6 separate regions of the Mus musculus genome follow, and regions 1, 2, 3, 4 and 6 are each linked to region 5. A link is a contact called in public HiChIP or PLAC-seq and Micro-C data. All regions are on one chromosome and are shown on one strand. Each heading gives the region's core, a stretch centred on a gene start, on an enhancer-like site or on the middle of the called end of the contact. The rest is flanking DNA. Distances are from core to core; before and after follow the strand shown. Region 1 holds the start of Nusap1 (nucleolar and spindle associated protein 1). Region 2 holds the start of Ino80 (INO80 complex subunit). Region 3 overlaps Gpr176 (G protein-coupled receptor 176). Region 4 holds the start of Gpr176 (G protein-coupled receptor 176). Region 5 holds the start of Bahd1 (bromo adjacent homology domain containing 1). Region 6 holds the start of Ltk (leukocyte tyrosine kinase).

What was found. A called contact is a pair of places that touch in the nucleus more often than the background predicts. HiChIP or PLAC-seq counts read pairs in DNA pulled down with a chosen protein or histone mark.
Region 1: a Micro-C map of embryonic stem cells shows a contact between it and region 5, with 4 times the contacts expected there. The contact joins the promoter of Nusap1 here to the promoter of Bahd1 in region 5. A contact is called at or near these places in 1 of 484 Hi-C or Micro-C datasets (embryonic stem cells) and 2 of 115 datasets of contacts at active chromatin or transcription factors (bone marrow-derived macrophages and memory CD8 T cells).
Region 2: an H3K27ac HiChIP or PLAC-seq map of double positive thymocytes shows a contact between it and region 5, with 4 times the contacts expected there. The contact joins the promoter of Ino80 here to the promoter of Bahd1 in region 5. A contact is called at or near these places in 2 of 484 Hi-C or Micro-C datasets (both in embryonic stem cells), 2 of 115 datasets of contacts at active chromatin or transcription factors (double positive thymocytes and epiblast stem cells) and 1 of 9 other capture datasets (adipose tissue).
Region 3: a contact with region 5 is called in an H3K4me3 HiChIP or PLAC-seq map of bone marrow-derived macrophages, with 3 times the contacts expected there. The contact joins the enhancer-like site here to the promoter of Bahd1 in region 5. A contact is called at or near these places in 7 of 39 promoter capture datasets (the 3T3-L1 cell line, 3T3-L1-derived adipocytes, cranial neural crest and 4 more) and 8 of 115 datasets of contacts at active chromatin or transcription factors (bone marrow-derived macrophages, embryonic basal ganglia, embryonic forebrain and 5 more).
Region 4: a contact with region 5 is called in a Micro-C map of embryonic stem cells, with 3 times the contacts expected there. The contact joins the promoter of Gpr176 here to the promoter of Bahd1 in region 5. A contact is called at or near these places in 5 of 39 promoter capture datasets (the 3T3-L1 cell line, cranial neural crest, embryonic stem cells and 2 more), 5 of 484 Hi-C or Micro-C datasets (CD4 T cells, embryonic stem cells and regulatory T cells), 5 of 115 datasets of contacts at active chromatin or transcription factors (bone marrow-derived macrophages, embryonic stem cells, large pre-B cells and 1 more) and 2 of 9 other capture datasets (adipose tissue and liver).
Region 6: a Micro-C map of embryonic stem cells shows a contact between it and region 5, with 2.3 times the contacts expected there. The contact joins the promoter of Ltk here to the promoter of Bahd1 in region 5. A contact is called at or near these places in 1 of 39 promoter capture datasets (embryonic stem cells) and 2 of 484 Hi-C or Micro-C datasets (both in embryonic stem cells).

What each region holds. Positions count from the first base shown.
Region 1 is chr2:119,616,468-119,619,822 of GRCm38.p6, reverse strand. It overlaps Nusap1 (nucleolar and spindle associated protein 1), which reads right to left and starts at 1,525. Exons shown (of 11, transcript NM_133851.3): 1 at 928-1,525. The coding sequence starts at 1,020. Oip5 (Opa interacting protein 5) reads left to right here and starts at 1,318. Exons shown (of 6, transcript NM_001042653.1): 1 at 1,318-1,665; 2 at 1,903-1,969. The coding sequence starts at 1,362.
Region 2 is chr2:119,476,100-119,479,476 of GRCm38.p6, reverse strand. Ino80 (INO80 complex subunit) reads left to right here and starts at 1,790. Exons shown (of 36, transcript NM_026574.4): 1 at 1,790-2,098.
Region 3 is chr2:118,286,016-118,289,576 of GRCm38.p6, reverse strand. All of the region lies in intron 1 of Gpr176 (G protein-coupled receptor 176), which reads left to right. Among named protein-coding and RNA genes, the nearest start is that of 1700054M17Rik, 17 kb to the left of the region's middle. Within about 2 kb of position 1,741, at least 46 of the 459 cell types and tissues checked have an H3K27ac peak or open chromatin away from gene starts, as enhancers often do. A contact at or near this core is called in bone marrow-derived macrophages, where this site is marked.
Region 4 is chr2:118,371,389-118,374,712 of GRCm38.p6, reverse strand. Gpr176 (G protein-coupled receptor 176) reads left to right here and starts at 1,294. Exons shown (of 3, transcript NM_201367.3): 1 at 1,294-1,694. The coding sequence starts at 1,526.
Region 5 is chr2:118,899,268-118,902,950 of GRCm38.p6, reverse strand. It overlaps Bahd1 (bromo adjacent homology domain containing 1), which reads right to left and starts at 1,336. Exons shown (of 7, transcript NM_001045523.1): 1 at 1,194-1,336. It overlaps Gm32957 (a long non-coding RNA gene), which reads left to right and starts at 1,771. Exons shown (of 4, transcript XR_003954052.1): 1 at 1,771-2,199; 2 at 3,672-3,683.
Region 6 is chr2:119,758,695-119,762,561 of GRCm38.p6, reverse strand. It overlaps Ltk (leukocyte tyrosine kinase), which reads left to right and starts at 2,131. Exons shown (of 20, transcript NM_203345.2): 1 at 2,131-2,310; 2 at 2,862-3,005; 3 at 3,096-3,267; 4 at 3,656-3,806. The coding sequence starts at 2,268.

The sequences.
Region 1 (3,355 bases), core at 276-2,775, 720 kb before region 5:
GAAACATTTCTAAGTACTCTTCAGTGCCGTTCAGCCAGATAAAAGGTGTACCTATGGCCACATTATTCTATTTAAACCATTTAAAAACATTTATGACAACTAATTAGAGATTTAGTGCAAATAGCAGTTTGCTGTACAAATCTCTGGTATATACATGTGGGCAAGCTTCAATATAGCAAGTCCAATCTCACAATGAATCCCCACATTTTCTCTGAACACCTTGCAAACTCAGAATTCAAAGACCTTATCGGTTTTGAAAAAGACCACCATCACAATAGTGATTAATGTATGGACAATCATACTAGATCACGGTGGACAGGCATCCCATTAAAGGTTCACGAGAGTGAAGGTAGTGTCATAGTTTACTGAACAGTAAGTAGAGTTTTTCAGAAGAAGTCGTTTAAAGTAGTTTTTCTTCAACTGCCTAATAACTGGCATGGAAATTACACTGATTACGTCCTATGGGCCTTCGTTTCCCATTTGGTACCAGGAAGTATTAGCATTTCCATTAAGAAGTCTTTATAAGAGCTGGGCAGTGGTGGCGCATGCCTTTAATCCCAGCACTTGGGAGGCAGAGGCAGGTGGATTTCCGAGTTTGAGGCCAGCCTGGTCTACAGAGTGAGTTCCAGGACAGCCAGGGCTACACAGAGAAGCCCTGTCTTGAAAAACCAAAACCAAACCAAACCAAAAAACAAAAAGTCTTTATAAGTTCTCCAAATATAATAAAAAAAGCCTCCAACTAGAGTAACAGCCTCGGCTTTTCTTTCGTTTAACAAATTCCAGTCACTGTGAACAAAACCTACCTACTCCTCCCAAAATAACGTCCCTCGGGGGTTTCCTCTCAGTCACTTCGCGCCCTGTCCCCCAAATCCCTGGTCTCTTCTACCCCGCCCACCCAACTGCCCGCACCGCCAGCCAGCACGGTACCTTCATGTTAGCCCGGAGGCCCAGCCTTTTGGCTAAATTTTGCAGGTCGCTGTACTTAAAGGAGTCCAGCTCCTCTGCAGAGGGGACGGTCATCGCGTTCTGCAATCTCGGTGATTCCCAGAAAAACAGCCACACAACTCAAAACAGAGCGGCTCAAAACTGGCGCCACCCAAGACGTTGACAAGCCGACTTATATATGGAGTTTAAATTAAGACTGCTGTAAGTTCATTGGTTGAACTGCCTCGAGGGTGGGGTTTCCGATGCGGGCCAGTAGCGTGATTGGCTGAAGACCGCTATTCCGCAAACTATACCAATATGCTGGCGCTGAGCGTATTGAGAGCGTGTCTTTCAGGAACATTGTCCAATGAAGACGCAGGGAGACAGGTGGGCGGGACTTGGAGCGTGCGAGAAAGAGGCGCGCGCTTCAAAGAAATATGGCGACTCTCTCGCGCCGCAGTCTTCGCTTCTTGGAGACCCAGTCACGTCGTGACTCTTGTGATACACCTTTTTCTCTTACCTCCTCCATGGAGTGGGACACTCAGGTGGTGGAAGGGTTCTCCCCTCTCGGGTCCTCCGAGTCTAAGGTGAAGGCGTCACCTGTCGACCTGCGGCTGCCTGCGTGGTTGGAGCCGGAGAGATGTGCCGTGTTTCATTGCGCGCGGTGCTACGCGGTGCTCGGCGACACCCTGCACCTCGCCTGGGACCTGTCGCGGTCCCTCGGCGCCCTGGCCTTCTCCAGTGAGTGAGGCGAGGGTAGTTTGTGAGGAAGATAGACCAGAGGCAGATGAGGAATGGGGGACAGTACTGCCCAGGGGAGGGAGGGGTTTGTTTTGTTTTCCCGAGTTGGGCTTCAAACCCAGGCCGTCGCCTGAGCTAACCCAGCGCCCTTGGCTGAGCCCCACCCATTTTGTTAAGTTTTATGGGCAGATGAATCTGCTGGCAGGTATTTCTTCTCAAAACCGTTTTGTCTTCCAGAAGTCACAAACAACGTCGTTTTGTTAGAGCCCTTTTTGGTTGGCATAGAAGGTTTTCTCAAGTCCAGGTACGTGTGGAGAATTCCTGAGGTGGCGCTCTCTATATATTTCCCGATTTAATGACAGTGAAGAGTATGTAACTGTTGTAAACAAGAAAGAAACTTTGTCTTGTGACATGTTTACGCTCTCCATAGAGTATGTTTGAGTTGTAAACTCTTTACCGGTTTGAATCATATAAACATGGCATTGGTGAAAGTTAAAGTTGGATGTAGGTTTTAAGGTCTGTGAGAGAACTAGGACTATTAGTTATTAGTTATTAGTTATTAGTTATAATTTCTCAGGGTTGGTAGCAAATACCTTTACCCACCGAGTCATTTCACTGGCCCTGAAGTGACATTTTTGATATAGTTACAAATTATTTTACTTTTGATATTGGTAATAAAGGTCTTTCCTTGAATTTACAATTCTGCCTCTGCCTGCAAGTGCTGGGATCACAAGCATGGGAACCTGCACCCAACCTCTTTTTTTTGTTTTTTTTGTTTTTGAGACAGGGTTTCTCTGTATAGTCCTGGCTGTCTTGGCACTCACTTTGTAGACCAGGCTGGACTTGAACTCAGAAATCTGCCTGCCTCTGCCTCCCAAGTGCTGGGATTAAAGGCATGCGCCACCACCGCCTGGCCAACCTCTTTTTTAAAAAGCCTGATTAAAAGTTTTAATTATAAGCCTGGCGGTGGTAGCACATACTTTTAATCCCAGGACTAGGGAGGCAGAGGCAGGAGGATCTCTGTGAATGCAGGGACAGCCTGGTCTACAGAGCTAGTTCCAGGACAGCTAAGGCTACACAAAGAAATCCTGTCTGAAAAACCAAACAAACAAAAATTTAATTACAGATTTGGAGATGTGCTATAGCTCAGAAGTACAATGTTTGCCTATATCAAGAAAAATGCATGCAAGAATAGAGTTAGATTTCTGTTCCAAGTTATAATCTAAAAACAGTTTTATCACATTTATTTGTTTGTTTATTTATTTATTGTGTGTAGTCACATACCGAGATGCACACATGAAGGTGAGACTATACCTTTGAGGGGTTCAGGCCCAGGATCACACTTGGGTTGCCAAGCTTGGCTGCAGGCACCATTCCCTGCTAAGCTATGAATCTAGGCCTGACTTCCTCACTGTGTTCCTCTGCTTGTGTGCATTCTGACTGAGGTAAATGGTCACGTTTACTAGTAACCTTGTGGTCTTGAAATACCTTTTTTACTGTCTTTGAACTCAGTAATTGATTATTAGTTTATATTGTATGTGGCACAACACTTACTGTAAATTATTTCAAAAAGTCTTTATGGATTACAATCTATTGGTACTTAAAGCATTGGCCAGGCATGGTGGTGACTTTAATCCCAGCACTCAAGAAAATGAGTGAGAGTAGAGAAAAATCTTTATTCTACTCCACT
Region 2 (3,377 bases), core at 541-3,040, 580 kb before region 5:
TTGGTTTTTTCCTTCGTGGGTACTGGTGGCACCTTGCCCAACTGGGCAGCTGATATGTGGGGGAGCGTATCCGGACAATTTTTCCGAATTGTCCTCCCTGAAGCCAAGCTCGTGGTGAGGGAACCATTTTTGAGCATTTGCGATTCCTTCCAATTTTGAAGTAGGGCAACATCAGGCTTTATGCCTCTCGAAACAGGATCTCTGCATCAGTACTGAGCAGGCTATTTTGGCAAAATAACACAAGGCTTTCTGGAGTTCTTCTTTCCACTTGTCTTCTCTCTTTAAAAAAAGATGGGCTTCTTTCTACTTGCTTTGATTCTTGCAGAATTATTTTTGTAATTTAAAAAGATCGCCTGTGTGTATATATATCACACGCACACGCCACAGCATGTATGTGGTGGTCTGAGGACAGTAAGCAGGAGTCAGCTCTCTACTTGTACCATGTGGGTTCTGGTCTGGTTATCAGAATTGGTGACAAGTGACTGTGTCTGCTGAGCTGTCTAGCCAGACCCTCTTATAAAGTGTTACTGTTAAACTTTGTGAACATTTAAGGTCTTGTTTACGGACACTTTTTCTCCTGAACTTAAAGCATATCGAGGCCAAGAAACATTAAAAAAAAAAAAAAAAAAAAAAAAAGAGCCGGGCGTGGCAGCGCACGCCTTTAGTCCCAGCAAGCGGATTTCTGAGTTCGAGGCCAGCCTGGTCTACAAAGTGCGGTTCCAGGACAGCCAGGGCTACACAGAAAAACCCTGTCTCGAAAAACAAACAAACAAAAAAAAACAAGACATTTTTTAAATAATCATTTTCTAGACTTTAATTTTAAGCAGTTCAGTTCCAAAGGATGCAACTTGGACCCAACTGGAGTTGCACAAGGCACAGTACAGGCAAAACAGATAATATTAAACAAGCGATTCTTGCAGAAAACGAAAGGGTGAAGTCCAACAATTCTATATACGTCTTGGAAACGAGTGGATTAAGTGCAGAAGACTGCATGATGGCGCACACTGTAACCTCAGTCCTCGGGAGGCTGAGGCAGGAGACATCCCCCGAGCTTGACGCTAGCTAGCCTGGGCTATTAACCAAACCCAGACAAAATAACCATGAAACAACCGCCCCGCCCCGCCCCGCCCGCCCCAGCTCTGCGGTTGCTCGAGTGTGGGCAGGGCGACTCACCCCACTGGGGAAATGGAAAGTGCATGGAAGGTGAAAGCGCCTTCGTGCCAACGGTCTCGGGCCGAAGGGGGACAGTGTCGTCAGGAAGACGACCAGGAGACGTCTCCAAGTTGGCTCTTACAAGGATCCATCCCCGCCCGAGCTGGCCTCGGGGTAGGCCAGCACTACCTGGAGAAAACTTCCAGCGACAACGCCAAGCAGTCCCTCCCACCTGCAGGACCAAAATGAGTCCCTGGTTTTTGGGCGGTTTCCATTGACGTTACTTCCGGAAAAGTAACCTTTCTGTGGCAGTTGCAGGGCCGCTGAGCTCTCGCGACATCTCCTCCCGCGAGATCTGCTTGCTCACTCTAGCGATGACATCCTCCTCCTCCTCCCCGTCGCCTTTCGGCAATCTTCGCCAGTCCCAGCCCCGACCAATCTGCACTCAGATAGTATAGATGAGGGTCTCCCCCAGAACCCCGGTCCGCGCGGGGCGTCGGGCGGCGGCAGCGGGGTACAAGCTGCACGAGGCCGCCCGTAGCGGCACGGTCGGCGGACACGGGCTAGCGACTAGCAGTGGGCGTGGGCGGGGCAGGGCTAAGCCGGCCGAGTACCTGCTCGATTGTTCTGGCCTGGCTATGGCGCCTCTCCTCCCCCCCGCCATGGCTCCCCGTGTCCCTGCTCCGCTCCTCTCAGTGAGTGAAAGTGGCCGCCGCCGCCGCCGGCCCAGCGCCCGCAGCCGCCTCAGCGCCGCCGCCATCTTGGGGTCCCAGGAGCCGCCGAGGGAGCGAGCTAGGAGCGTTCCCGTCCAACGCAGTCACCGTCCCTCGGCCTCCGAGAGCGAAGCGCGGCTCCACAGTCGGCGGGGCGACCCCCCCCTCCGGACCCCGCCCGCCCCCCGCCCCCCCTCCGCCGCCGCCGCGGCGGCGGGGCCCCTCGGCCCGAGGTGAGGTTGAGAAGACGTGGGCGGGTGGACGGAGGGGGTGTCGTGTAGGCCCCTGTGCGCCCCTCTCTGCGGGCGACGACTGGGCCGCTTCTTAAAGGGGCCGTCGCCCCCGGCCCTGGGGTTTGTTGGGGTTAGAGAGGATGGGTGTGGACACTCCCCATAGGGTTGGGACCTCAGAGACCTGGGCCTCGGCTCTCCTGTCGTGTATCTCTGGCTCTCCGGGGTTATGGGTGACCTCGGCCACCCGAGGAAGCCCGTGGAGCACCCACACGTGGGGAGTGTTAGGCCAGGTGCACGTGGGACCCGGTGGGGCGGTGTCGCTCTAACACGTGTGTGGGTTTGGGAGTGGGGAGGGGCAGGGCGGAGGCTTGTCGGGCTGGACCAGGAACCGGACGAGGGTTCTACCTGTCAATTCAAACGAATGAGATCTATGGACTGGATAGAGTATCAGTTTAATGGGGAGCGAGCCACGGTTACGGGCGAATGATGCAAGTTGCTAGTTGGTGTTAGACGGGGACAGGCTAACACGTGCACAGACTTAGAAATGTGTCTGTGACAGCACTTCTGGGTTTTCGAGGCGTTTGCAGTGCGTCTCAGCAAGTGTCATCTTACTTTGACAATTCCTTCTTGAGCTTGCTGATGAAAAGTACTACTTCCGTAATCACGGAGGATGGAAGCCCCCTACAGTTTAGAAGTTGGATATTGCCGAAGAAGGCGTTTAACTATTTTAGTTCAGAACCAACTGTGCTCAGGACTCTTTGATTTACATTCTTGTACTTCTTAGGACTCGGGAAGGAATTTGGAGGTTGAACTCCTTAAAACATCGCTGATGATCAGCTTAGTTTTCCCAGTTAGTGATCCATGATTTACATCCCTAATTTTCACTGTGGGTTATTGATGCTTCCTTTCTTCCGGTCGTGTCTTTTTTTTTTTTTTTTTTTTTCTTTTTCCTGTTTGTTTTTTGTTTTTGGCCTGGATGGCCGGGAACTTGATATCCTCCTGCCTTAGCGTCCATGGTGCTAAGATTATAACTGCACTTCCATCTCTGGCTTTTTTTTTTTTCCCCCGAAGGAGTAACATCTTTATCAGATATGATTGCAGCTCAAGTGAATCAGGCACAGTTCAGAAAATTTCAGTATTTGCAGACTGTACACCTATCACCACCATTTAACATTGACTTTAAAAGAAGGTCTAGAAGTTTCTTAAACGTCACTTTTTCCTCTTCCCACAACATTTGGTAACAATCTATTTTCTGTCTTAGATTTTTTTTTTTAAATGA
Region 3 (3,561 bases), core at 492-2,991, 610 kb after region 5:
ATGACTAGATCTTGTGCAGTATGCATAGTTTGCTACCACTGGCACAGACAAAAATCCCTATTTGTGAAAAGCATCCCTAAAGTTTTCAATAGGTAATCACTGGGTGCTTTTACTTATTACCCTTTTGTAGGCTTAAAAAAATATTTGTGTGTGTGTGTGTGTGTGTGTGTGTGTGTGTGTGTGTGTGTGTATGCACGCGTACACATTCAGGCTACTAGTGTGTAGGTACCCATATAGTCAGGCCAGAAAACGAGTACCCCCAAGAGCTGGAGTCACAGGCAGTTGTGAGCGCTGCTCATGGTTTCTGGGAACCCATCTCTGGAAGAGCAGTAAGCATTCTTAGCAGCTGAGTCATCTCTTCAACCTTTGTCCTTTATATTTTTATACATTGTCTGCATTTTTTTTTTTTTTTTGGTTTTACGAGACAGGGTTTCTCTTTATAGCCCTGGCTGTCCTGGAACTCATTTTGTAGACCAGGCTGGCCTCGAACTCAGAAATTCGCCTGCCTCTGCCTCCCGAGTGCTGGGATTAAAGGCGTGCGCCACCACGCCCGGCTCATTGTCTGCATTTTAAGAATTGGTTCTACATCATCTTGGTAATCACTCAAAGGCATTTCATTGGGAAACAGGAAAAACCTGAAGTCCCAGACTAGAAGTAACTAGAGCAAGCCTGAGGGCTCCCAGGCTGCAGCAACCAGATGGCACCCTGGCAAGCAAGCCTCCGGGAAGCAAGCCATTCAGATCTCGTTCTCTATAATTCCACCAAGTGTACTCCTCCCCTGTACAGCTTTTAGTGAGCAACTCCCTCACCCCAACTTCTTCTCTTCTTTCTAAAACAAAGTCGATAGTTCCAATATACTTAAGGCCACACCATGAAATGGGGGTGCTAGGAATATATCTATTAAAGCTAATTAAAATATTCTCATTTTCTGGTTGCCCAGTGGGTCTGTTGGGAGAGATTAAAAAGTATCAAAGAAGGTCAGTTATAAAAAATTAAAACTGGGTCTGGTGATGGTATTCCCAAAGGAAGAGCTGCCCCGTGGCTGGAGCTCTGCCCACACTGAAGTGGGGTCAAGCTCCACCCTGATTCTTGATGGAGAAGGCTTTCCTCCAGGCTCCATGGATGCTTGTTTTCAGATTCTCTGAGATTTCTGTGTGTGCCTTTATGGTGTGTGTGTGTGTGTGTGTGTGTGTGTGTGTGTGTGTGTGTGTGTGTGTTTTGAGGGGGGAGGTGTTTTTCTTTCTATTTAAGGAATCCTGAGTGTAGTATTCCTGAGCTGCTGGGTTTGGTGAAGCTAGGTGTGGTTACTCCATCCAAATTTCCTGCTGTGCACATGAAACTGAAGATTCCTATGCTCTCTAAAGTTCTGATGTAGTAGGGTTAGATGTAGGGACTCTGTACTTTAGAAGTTTCGTGGTGATCCCAATGGTCATGTAGGTTTATGAACTATGGGCTTGGGGCTGGAGACTTGATGACATATGGTTACTCAGTAAGAAAACATCACAAGTGTTTACACACACACACACACACACATGCACACGCACGTTCCCACTTATTCAGGATAAGAGTTGCTTATACTGATGCCACTGTCACCATGGTGATAAGCTGAACGTAATGACGTATGGGCACTCCTCTGATTTGGAAGCCTTGCCAGGCATTTCTTACACACTTGACTCAGCAGTTAAGCACTAGATGCTTTTGCCAGCATCCCTCAGAGGTAGTCATTGTCAGGGCTTCCTCATCCAGGAAGCTGGTGTTGGACTCAGTGAGTCAGAGTCCTATAATGGGCACCCCCTGAGCCTGCCATGGGACCTACAGTGGGAATGTGCTGGCTTCCTGCTGTGGACTCAGTGGAAATGCTTCCCAGGGTGGAAAGAGCAGTCCAGCCCAGGAGCATGGGTGAAGGCTGGTGAGTCTGTTGCTAGTGGTCGTTTGGGACTTGACTACAGATCTGACTCAAACAACTTTGGAATGGATGGATCCAAGTGCTGAGGTGCCTAGCAGCCTCATGGTGCTACAAGAGGAGACTTAAACATGGGTGACAGGGTTAAAATTATGGATTGAAAATCCAAAATATATGTTGTTTCAAATATACAGACTGTGGGACCAGTGCAAAGTGACTCAGCTGGTAAAGGTGCGACCTTTACCTTGGAGTGCTACTTTAAGCTTGGAGACCATAGTCTGATGGCCAGAAGTTTCATAATGGTGGCTGACCACCACATATGCACCATGGCAACCCAACCCAACACAGGTGTGCATGCAAATGCACACACACACACACACACACACACACACACACACACACACACACACATTCAAAAAACAACATGAAAATCCTCAGGATTTTGATTCTCACAAAGGGAATAATTTATTTGTGAGAAGTTCTTTAAGGGATAAAGACTCTTCTAGCAGTGAAAATCAAATATACCGCAATGTGTACATCTCTTCATAGACAATATCTTCCAGTGGACTATTACATTAATAGATCCTGAGCATATTTTTAAGTCTTGCCTGTAACACTATGTAAAGAAAGATGCTTTGGTTAGACTCAAATCTGTGTACCAGTGACGAAAGGCTTCCAAATCAGGAGGATTCTCATAAATCATTATTGTTCAGCTTATCACCATGGTGACTGGTGGCATCAGTATAAACAACTCTTATCCTGAATAAGTGGGAGTCCGTGTGTGTGTGTGTGTGTGTGTGTGTGTGTGTGTGTGTGATCACTGTTGATGTTTTCTTGAGTCACTATCACCAAACTAATGCAGAGTGCTTTAGAGAATTCCTGGAAACAGCTGGCCCACATGTCTAGATGTATCAGTTGGTTTTTCTACATTGTCTAGAAGATCACAGAACATTGAGTTTGAGAAGACCTTGGCAGTAAGTTCTGTACATATTCAAGGACAAAGGCAGCTCCTTGGAGTGACTCTGCCTGGAGCTCTGGATAGCCTGTGCCCTGGATAGCAGGCTTAGTACCATGTCCTTCCCATAGCGTGTGGCTCTGCTGTCAGATTGGCTTACTAGCAGCATCCTTTGGGCAGATGCACAAGAGCAAGCAGTGTCCTAAGCGGGATGCCCTAGTTACAGAATGGACCAAGGAAGGATAGGCTGTGTGATACTGAAGGGTACCACAGGCTGATGGGCCCTGGCCAGCTTCACGGCCTTCAGGTTCCATGTGTAGGAGTCTGAGGGTTGAGTTTAGAGCCCACTGTGCTGGGGCATCTCTGCAGCTGCAGCTCTTCATCCCAAACAGGCCTCCTTGCAGTATGTCATTCTGACTTAGAGTTTTCTTTGGAAACTCTGATGACGACATACATACTCCCAAAATGGATAGCTGCACTGCAGGGACTTTTGATTGCTGTCTGCCCATGTATTTTGATAAATTCATTTATTTAACAATTATTTATAAGATGGCTACTCTTCCTAATAATGAGCTATGTAAGGACTTGTAACTGAACAAGGGTTACATATGTTTTCCCCAATGAGAGAGAAACAAATGGCTAATAATAGTTAGGAATGTACTGTAAAGGCACAGTAAAGTATTGTAATGTAAGTGGAGGAAGA
Region 4 (3,324 bases), core at 45-2,544, 530 kb after region 5:
TCAAATTTGGGGATCAAGGTGACCTCCACTTTTTTTTTTTTTTTTTTTTTTTTTTTTGCCGTGAAAGGTCTCACATATTCAAGCCTGCCAATTTATTTTGTAGCAAATTCCCAATTCTCTTGCCTCTCCCTCCAAAACTCTGGGATTAGAGGTATGCACCACCATGCCTGGCTCATTTCTATATTTTTCTTCCCTTGATCCTTCTCTTAGTTCCTTGTTTCCATTTCACTCCTCCTGCCTTATTATTTCTTCTTGTATGCCTGCTTATCCCAACTTCCCAATTTACATCAGCCTGCAGGAAACCCCCTCCAAGTCTTCATCGCTGAATTCATTAGCAGTGCCCCGTGTGGAGGTGAGGCCCAATGAAAGGGCCTGGGAAACCATCAGTGGGTTCCTTTAGTCCACCTTTCGAAGATGGACAAGGCTTTGACTTGACGGAGGGCCCGGGAGGCTGGGCTCCCTGCCCAGATGGCAGTGGCAAATGATATAGAGCCTGCAGGCTGTACCTCTAAGGACGCTGGGGCAGTAACCACAGCAGCAAACGCAGTGCATCCTTCAGCAGCTAGATACTGAAACTGCGCGCCTCCCACGCGCCCCGCGACGAAGTCACGCTCCACTGGGGCAAAATGGCGCTACGTCCCTCACCAGCAGCGTGAGGGGGTGGGTCGTGCGTCACGTGACCTCGCCTGCCTGCCGCGCGGCCCCGACTGCCCCAGGCACGCGCTGGGAGCCCGGCTGCAGAGCGGGCGGCGGCTCTGCCCCGCTAGGGGCATCCTACCTGGTCCCTGCTAGGTCACGACAATCTGTCCAAGCCAAGATCCGACCTGGAGTGGTGGGGCTGAGGCCAAGGGTGGGGGCGGCTTGTAAAGGCAAAGTGGCGGGGGGTGCAGAGCCGGCTCCAGGGGTTCAGGCAGCCCTGGGGATTAGACCCCAGCTGAGCGTCCCAGAGTCCTGGCGTTCAGCCGAGTGTGCGGGGGCCAAGCTGTGGACACTCAGGGCCTGTTGCCCAGCCTTGGCTGCCCTTGGTTTAGCCCCCACCTTCCCAGCTATGATCACTAGGCTGGGGCATTTCATGGGGATTCGCACCGCCCCAGCTTCGAAGCTACTAGCGGCATTGAAATATAGCTTCAGCCAAATGCTCCCATCCCACTAGGGAGAGAGGATCAGAGCGTGCGCGGGGTCCTCCGCAGCCACCGATGTGTGTGCTGGGTGGGCTTGGCCGCGCTGCCCGCCCCCTCCCCCCCCCTCGGGAGGAGGGCCCAGCGATGCTCTGTGACCGTGCCGCCTCCATGTGGTTGCTGACGGGCCCAGGGGGGAGCAGGCATGGGGCGCGGCCGCACCTCCCTCCCACCCCTCCTCGCGGATGGCTGGCTAGGCGATGAGCAGACGTGAGGGGCTAGCCGGCTGGCCGGCTCTGCAGGACGCTGCCTGGCTCCCGAGCGTCGGTCCCTCCACGCCCGGGGCAGGAGCGGCTGTGCGCTGGGCTCAGAGGCCAGGCGGACGAGCGCAAACCCCGGGCTTCGCTATGGGGCACAACAGCAGCTGGGTGTCACCGAACACCAGCCACCCGCGCAACACGTCGGGCGCCGAGGCTGGCGCCAACCTCAGCGCGTTCGGGGAGCTGAGCGAGGCTCAGCTGTACCGCCAGTTCACCACCACCGTGCAGGTCGTCATCTTCATTGGCTCGCTACTGGGTAAGCCAACCCGCGGGGCCACCAGCGGGCCGGACTTTCCCGAGGACACAAGAGCTGCCGTGGGGTGCGGGGTGCCTGGCCATGTGCGGGGAGTTGAAGGAGGTTTAAGTTAAGCAAGGACGGTCACCTCCAGCCTGGAGGCTGGAAGCAGAAGAGTTGGGACAGGGCTTCTCTTGGCAGGATGGTACAGGTACAGGGTTCTGGCGAAAGACCTGTCCAGACAGCCCTTGTCCAAAGCTTCAGACTCCGCGCATCACCGCTTACCTTCTGGTGCCCGGGAGCATCGCTGCCTCTAGCTCTTGTTTACAAATAGGAGCAACGATTCCCGGGGAATTTGTGACTGATGAAGGAATGTTAACTCAGTCAAAAATGTGTTTTTGCGCTACTATTTCCGATATAAGATAATTATTTTTGAGAGAGCTCTATTTTACATGTCAGTTTTGGTTTGTTTCTAGTAACGGGGACTTTTTTTTTTTTTTTTTTTAAGAGCGTGTGAAGTTAAACTTTACATTGTCTTCAGATAATTTTACAATCTTTGAGTAAAACGAAACCCACTGGACTCCTCCACCTGTATTTTAAGTGCATAACAGAGATAAGAAAAAAAAAAAAAAACCAACAACAAATGTCTCAAACCACTCACAGAAGATTATAGATTTCCTCCCTTGTTCAGAGGGGATTAAAGAAAATAAATTGACCAAAATGAACTGCGCTACTCTGTTACAGGGCACTGGATCCGTTTTCAAAAAGAGCTGCAGGACATAAAAAGGATGAAAGAATTACTGTTCTTGTAATTTCTTGTGCAATGGCTAGTAAAATGTGTGTGGGTTAGGGTGAGACTCATCTTTCCTCCCCCCTACTCTTAAATGGCTCTTGCTTTTTAGGGCAACTCTTTAAACAATAAACAGTACAATCAGACTGCTTTCCATTGAGGTTTGGCAAGCACAATGGATACTAGCAAACAGGCTTAAATTCTCTGTTGTGACATTTTTAAGAATGTGAAAAGATTACAATTTATGTGTGGATGTTGTGGAGAAGAGAAGTCAAAGTTTCAAAGTCAGAATAAATTATATTTCCTAGACACTTGAGAATTTCCATGGAAACCAAGACATCTGAGATATTAAAAGACTATATTTGGAAAAAAAATAACGTGTGGAATTTCCCTTCATACTTTCTCAAGTTGTCATCCTTCTAGCCCTTTCTGTTGTAATAGCTAGCTTCCACGTTCTATCATGGAGCATTTTCAGCTGTCCATGTGACATTGTCTAGATGTGTGTTTTCAAGTGGACCGCTAAATGCACATTTACACAGTAAAACCCTATGTTCCAAATATTTCTGAGATTCATTTAACAATCACTAACTAAACATTTACTATGCAAAAGTACTATGCAAAGAGTTAAATTCCAATATTGCTTCTCTTAAAAGGTATATTAATGGGAAAGTCAGAAAAAATGACTTTGGGTTTTTCAAATATACACCTCATATATATATATATATATATATATGCATATATATGTATGTATGTATATACTCACACACACATACATACACACACACACATAGCTTTTTCCCCATGGTAACTTTGGTGTTGAAATTTTTTTCATGGATTGAATTCAAAAGGTATTATTGGAAT
Region 5 (3,683 bases), core at 87-2,586:
GAGTCCACCAGCCCATTCGCCACCGGCCAGGGCACTCGGTGCGCACACCCCTCAACCCTGCCCCTCCGCCTTGGCTAAGTCGACCCCACTCTTCCCGGAGCCGCGAGGATATCTGCGGCTACAGACCAGAGCCAGTGCCGCAGCTCCTCCCGGTGGACGCCCCGGCCCCCGCAGTCCCCAGGGCAGAGTCCGGCCCCGTGCCCGCCCCTTGGGGTGGGTGCCCCGGACTCGCTCCCCTCCCCGATACCACTACCTGCGCCCGCTCGGGCGCCGCCTTTGTCCGGCTCTTCACCGCCGAGCGGGCCCCTTGGGCCCGACCTGACCCGGTCCACGGCCCCAGAGGAGAGGCGGCGGGACTGGCAGGGCACAACCAGGCCAGGCCTGGAGCACCGGGTCCCGCTGTCACTTGGAGGCGGTCTGACAACTTCGATTCCCCCCGCCCCACCTCGGACTCGGCCGCCGCCCCGCACGGTCCCCACAGGGCCTCCCGCGGCCCACACTCGCTGTTCGAACCGGTCCCCTTCCGTCTTCGGCGCCTCCCTTCCTTCAGCCCGACCCGATCGAGTCCACACTACCCCTCGCCCTGACGCGGCCCCCATCCCCATCCCCCCTCCGGCAATTGCCGGTCAGCTCCCAACCCGGGAGGGCGCCCCCCACCCCGAGAGGGCGCTCCCGCGGCGACGCCCCCAGCCGCGGCCCCTAGCCTCCGGGACCACGATGGGGGAGGGGGCTTGGCGGGGGCCTTGCCGCCCGCGCACTCGGAGGCGAGCCGGCTCCGCCGCGGCGAGGAAGCACCCCGCGTCCTCCCGCCCTCCGTAGCCCGGGACGCCCGCGCCGCCGCCGCCCGGCCAAGCTGCCACCCTGCGGCCGCCACCCACCCCGCCCCCGGCCTGCGAGGCGGGCGCCCCCCGGGGGCTGTCACCTCGAGGCGCGCAATGCTCCCCGATGGCGGGACCGCAGCGCCGGACCCGGGGGAGGGAGGCGGCGCGCGCGGGCGGGCAAGCAGCCGCACCTGCTTCTTGTCGTCCGTCCGTCCCTTCCCGGGGCTGGCGGGGGCGGCGGCGCGGCGCGCTCGGCGGGGCGCGCTGACGGGCGGCCGGTCCTCTCCCTTTTGCTAGTCCGCCTACCTAGCTCGCTCGCTCTCGCTCGTTCGCCCTCCCCTACCCCCTCCTGGATCCCGGCTCCTAGCTCACCGGGACGAGAGGCGCGGACGGCGCGGCTTCGGGCGCCCGCAGGCCCTGGCCGGGCTGGAATCCGGCGGCTGGAACCCCCCGGGGGCGCTCAATTCCCGGGCTCCACGCTGCTGCGTCAGCGCCTCCTCCTGGGGGCCGGGGCCGGGCAGGCGGAGCGGGGGCCGCGGTCGGGCGGGGCCGTCGGGGGGGGCGGGCGCGCCTGGCCGGGGCGGGCGGACGGCTAGGGCCGGACGGGCGGGGCAGGCGGCCGGACGGGCGAGCAGCGGGGGCCGGGCTCCGGGATCCGCTACGCCGCTCGCGGTTCCCCCACAAACTCCCCGAGAGCGGAGCCTCCGCCGCCCTCCTTCCTGCTTCCTCGTCCTCAGCCAATCAGCGGCGCGCCCCTCGGCAAGCTCCGCCAATCAGCCGCCCCGCCCTGCGCTGGCCCCGCCAGCCAATCCGGCCCTCGGCTCCCCCTCCCGGTCTCCAACCAATCAGAATCGTGGGTCGGTCGTCCCGACGCAGGGGGCAGCACGAGGCGGCCGGGGGAGGCGGTGCGGGGAGTGGTGGGGCCTGGGGGGAGGGGTACGGTGCCAAGGGTGGTGGCGGGGGATGATTTTCTTTGCCGGCTTCTTGTATTTTCTCCTGGTCTTTGGAGCCTGAGCCAGTATCCCATGGTGACCTGACCCTGAAGCCCCAGCACCTCACTGCAGACCCCCACCCTGAAAAATCTTAGCGCGCCCCCTCCCTGACCATCACCCTTCTACATCCCTCTTTCCTCGTAACCTCTCCAGCACCGGCTACAGTAAACTGAGGGTCGAGGGGGCACCTCACCCTCAGGCTGCTGCCCCCATGGCAAAGCTTCGGGAAGACCAACCGAAAAATTCAAGCAAGAACAACACCCCCTTTCCTCCTGAAAGGGCCCCAGACTCGCGCGAAAGGGCCCCGACTCCTGAGAAGCCCCTCCCGCCCTTGCCTCATCTTTCCGACTTCCCTGCTTGCCACGTCTCCTTTCCTTCCTAGCAAGGTCGGTCCTGGCTCGGTAACCCCTCACCCGCATCTCTTTTTCCTCTTTCTGTCCTTCACCTAACGCCCCCCACCCCAGTTCCCAATTCGCCCTCTTTCAGAAGCCAAGTGTGGAACCCTCATCCATTTCCAGCTGACAGCAGAGTCTGGTCTGTGAGTCCTTGACACCCACACACCCTCTTCCACCACCGCGGGGAACATCAGAGCTCTCCGGTGGAGAGGGAAAGGGGCGGGCAGCCCAACAGGCGCGGCTGGACACACTCCTTCGCGTCCCCAAGCTAGTGTAGAACCAGTGCAGACACTTACCTAGCTTCCCCATAGTCGCCTTATGCTGTGGCTCCGTCTCTCACACCCACAGACGTGCTTTTCCAAGCCTGAGCACGCTCTCGGGGTCAGCTGGGTGGGTGGGCACAGCAGGCTGAGGTCATATGAAGGGGTGGGAAGTCCCTGGGAGGTGCGGGAAGGGGCTGTGTCCTGGACACCTTGTAGCGCCAGAGCCAGCCCAGGACTTCACTTCAAGGAGCTGTAATGTGCACACAGTAGGTTCTTGAGAAATACCGAGTCCACCCCTGAACAAAGCCTCATTTCCAATTCAGGCGGGGGAGGGGCGCTTTGGGAGGTAAAGGAGCAGGAGCAAAAAAGGGTAGTGTCAAGTCACCCGAGCCTGGGAGCAGCCGGGGAGGGGCTGGGCCCTGGAACGCCTAGGGCAGAGAAGCGCCCAGAGTGCTGAGGAAGCCTGGTTAGTAAGCAGGAAAAATCGAGCCTCGGAGAGTGGCTTAGGGGCTCCTCCTGCGCTCTATACAGTTCCCCACCTTTCCTAGACCGTGCTACTGACGTGCACTGACCCGGGCAGCTTTTAAGGTAACTAGGGCTGCCAGCCTCTGTGGCTGGGCAATAGCCTGAGAGAGAGAGAGAGAGAGAGAGAGAGAGAGAGAGAGAGAGAGAGAGAGAGAGAGAGAGAGAGAGAGAGAGAAGAGGAGAGGAGAGAGGAGAGAGAGAGAGAGAGAATTCATTTACCTCCAGAACTGCCCCCGGGGTCTCCCAAGCTGCCTACCTAGTCTACAGGACACGGTTTACCAAGGCCGTACTAAAATCGTGGTGCGCCAACTTCTCAAAGGGCCAAAGTCTCTTAGTACCTCTGTCCTCCTACTTCCCATCCTTAGGGAAGGCAAAATCCCAAACCTCGGAAAGTAGGGCACTGAAGGACTTCTCCCTTCACTGAGCCTCCCAAGGCAAAGGTGCTCTGCAGTGCTCCCCAACACTTACAGGCCAACTGTACTTTCCATCTCACAAAATTAGCCCCTCTCCTCAGCCAAGTCCATTATCGTGTCTCATGGTAGACCCCGGTCCTCAGATTGGAAGTAGAGGGTATTTCTGGCCACTTAAGTGAGCAAGGTAGGACAGCAGACTCTGATGATAGGGGTGGGGTGGTTTGAGAATGTGAGGATCAAGAAAAAATTTAACTGGTCACAGGGAAAGAAACTC
Region 6 (3,867 bases), core at 882-3,381, 860 kb before region 5:
CACCTACTATCAGACTAGTGGCCTATGAGGGAAGTTAAGGCAGGAAATAAGTGATGGAAACCTTAGGTGTCTGTGAGCACTATGAGGACAGACTCTCAGGAGACAGGCTTCATTGAGCAGCTTTTAATTGTGGGGAACAACAGCTATTTAAGGCTTTGGGGAGTGAGTAGAGGCTTTTGGGGTAAGTGTACTAACTTGGCCATGGCTAAGGTACTGTGGCCTTATTTGTATGAAGAGGAATTCCAGGTGCTTTGCTGGACATGACCTTATAAGAAGAGAGATGTTTAACCTGCATCATGGCCACTGTCGGCCTCAATGGTGGCAGAGGTGATGGTGGGGTTTGGTGGTGCTGGGACATGCAGGCCCAGAGCAGGGAGGGAGGAATCCTACTCCTGCCGGTCTCAGGACTGGATTTTCAGGGTTTGTGCATAGCTCGACCTCTCTCCCTCTCTCCCTCCCTCTCTCCAGCTCCAGGTTGGCTCCCCTGGTTGCAGAGGGCTCCTCAGCCCCACACACCACCAGTTCCTTTCTTTAGCTTATTAAAACAAAATTTTATCCATGAAAGAGAGTGATGGTGATATCTATAGAACTCAGTGGGTCATGAGTTCTCCATTTTTATAAAATCTACCGTAGCTAGAGTTAGTATTAGATACTCAGAATTTACTAATTAGCTAGTTACCTGATAGGCCCAGCTTCAGTTTTTAGAAGTAAAAACATCTTTAGCGTTTAGGCTTCAGTCATTGACTTAGTTTTTTGGGTTTTTTTAAGTCCAGTATGTGTTTATTGGGATGGTTCTTCCCTTAGTTGCCTCCTCCCAAAGAAACTCCTCCTGTAACCTTTGCTTTCCCCCTTGGAGGCCGGCAGAGGGCAGGGAGTCAGGCAACCCACAAGACCATTATTTGTGCAGTGCTAATGACCCTGGTGGGATTTTAGCCTCCTGGGTGGTTTATACCCATGGATTAGAAATTAGGAACCTTGAGGGGAGAGGCTGGGGGTGGGGCGCTGAACAAATAAATTAATTAAAAAAAAGAAATTTGCACTCTTCTACAGATAGCTGAGATCCTTTGCAAAAGATTTATTCTGGTAGGAAGATTTTGTTTTTGTTTTGAGGGGACTCATAGCAATCCTGCTGCTTCAGCCTTCCAAGTGCAGGAATTACAGGCATGAGCCACCATGCCTGGCTTAACATTAGCATTTTGAACAAAAGATAAAGGACACAATACACAAAACTATCCTTCCATGTGATTTTGCAGTTGGTGGCCTGTGGCTGAGCCACTCTGCATTGCCTGGGAATGCTAGCACTTGAATCTTCTGACATCTTTTTTTTTTTTTTTCTCTTTCAGAGACAGGGTTTCTCTGTGTACCCCTGGCTGTCTTGGCACTCACTTTGTAGACCAGGCTGGCCTCGAACTCAGAAATCTGCCTCTGCCTCCCAAGTGCTGGGATCATAGGCATGCGCCACCACCACCCGGCTTCTGACATCTTTTTAACATATCTATTAGCTTTTTGAGAGGAAGTCTCATGTAAGTCCAGGCTGGCATCCAGTTTGAAAGCAGAAGATAACACTGAACTTGGGGTCCCATCTCCACTTGGCAGGTGCTGGGTTACAAATGTGAGCAACACTGTCCACATTTTTCAACACCTTATCCAGTCATGGCAGTAAGAAATTGTCCACAGGAACAGTGTGCAACAAACTCAGAAAGTCATGATTCTGAGGTACTGGGATGTCCTGCCTCATGGTCAGAAAGGGACACAGCAATGGCAAGCAATAATGCCTTATGGGGGACAGTTTAGTCGCCATCACCCAGGAGGCAGAGGCAGGTGGATTTTTGGAGGCTCTACATACTTCCCATGTGTGATCATGCACTTAAACTAACACTGACACCAATAAAGCCATTCACTATTGATGCTATCCTGAGACCCACAAAAGCTACTGCCATGTACTAGGTGCTGTCCAGCCTATCACAAAGGTATAATGTAGAGTCAACTTTTTCTCCTACCAGGAACTCACTAGTTTGTTGGTGTGCCATAGGTGGGGACTAGAGCCCTTCAGCTCAGCAAGGCTCCTCCCAGAAGCCTGGGGACCTCGCTGTCCTCATGCTCCGCCTTTTCCTTCTATTTCCCGGGTCTGACGTGAGTGTATACAGGCCAGTTGGAAGTCGGCAGGGTAGTGGTGATAGCTCTGAGACTGCTGACACGCCTATAAACTGCAGCTAGGGAATCGAGTTCTCAACCATCATCCTTTGCTGGAACCAAGGGATTGGGCGATGGGCTGCTCCCACCGGCTGCTGCTGTGGCTGGGAGCTGCTGGTAAGTGCTGTTTGGTGGTCAGGGTACCAGCCAACCAGAGACAACTAGATTTGGGGCTGCATTAGCAACAGACCAGGTCTCAATGGTTCCTTCTAAGGTGGCCTTGTGCTTTTAGAGTACAGCAAGAAAGGTGCGGAGCACGTCCGAATCTAAGAATCAGATGGGGCCTTGGCACTACTTGGGAGGAAGCTAGAGAGAGGAGAGGTGGTGGGGTGCTGTACAACAGAGAGCGGTGCAGCCCCCAAGTCACTCCATGAGAGCTCTGGAATGATATATGTAGACATATATGTATATATATATATATATATATATGTATATATATATATATGTATATATGTAGATATATGTATATGTCATGATATATGTAGACACCTTGCAAGGCTTGGGAAACCCGGTTGGGTGGTAGGTGTCTAGCTTCAGCCTCTGTATGCACCAGCTGGGCGGCATTCGGGGTGTGGCTGGAAGCAGGGTACTGCTGAGTGGCTATCCATCTCTTATGTCTCCCCTGTCACATTCTGCATCATCTAACCCTTCTTCCTGTCACCTTTCAGGAACTATTCTTTGCTCCAACTCGGAGTTCCAGACACCTTTTCTAACACCTTCGCTTTTGCCGGTGCTGGTACTCAATTCCCAGGAGCAGAAAGTCACCCCCACACCCAGTAAATTGGAGCCAGCTTCCCTCCCAAATCCTCTAGGTGAGTTTCAGGCTCCTCCCTTTTCTTGGTTCACCATCTCCAGATCCCTAGGCCTGGAGAGGAACTTTTTCCTTCTCCCTTTGTACCTAGGCACACGGGGGCCTTGGGTGTTTAACACCTGTGGCGCCAGCGGCAGGAGCGGACCCACACAAACACAGTGCGATGGGGCATACACAGGAAGCAGCGTGATGGTGACAGTGGGGGCTGCCGGGCCGCTCAAAGGCGTGCAGCTGTGGCGGGTGCCAGACACAGGCCAGTATCTGTAAGTGCCCAGCAGGAAGAGGGTGGCAATCACCTCTTAGGCTGAGGTTCTACAGACCAGGGAAGTTATCTTAAAACATTCCGCAGAGAAGTCTAGTGTCAGTCACTTCGATTGTCTGTCCTCCTCCTAAGTTAACCATCGTCAGGACGGCCGCCCAATCAACGGTGGCTGAAGATGGGGCTGGATGATTCCAGCCATCTCCGTTAACGCTCTTGAAATACTCGTGGAACCCAACCCAAAACTCGGTTCTTCCCCATCCCTTCACAGTCCATCTAAGTCCCTTAGGAAGAAGCTTTCCGGCCACGGGTTCCCGACCTTGAGCCGCCGCCTGGTCCAGGACCGAGGCGCCTAGGACTGAGACGCGGACCGGTGCTCTCTCCTCCTGCAGGATCTCCGCCTACGGAGCGGCGGGCGGCAAGGGCGCCCAAAACCACCTGTCACGGGCGCACGGCATCTTCCTCTCAGCAGTCTTCTTCCTCCGTCGCGGGGAGCCGGTGTACATCCTTGTGGGGCAGCAGGGCCAGGACGCCTGTCCCGGAGTAAGCGGGGCGAGTGGGACAGGGGCGCCCGGTCCGAGAGCTGGGGGAGGAGAGAGTCCCT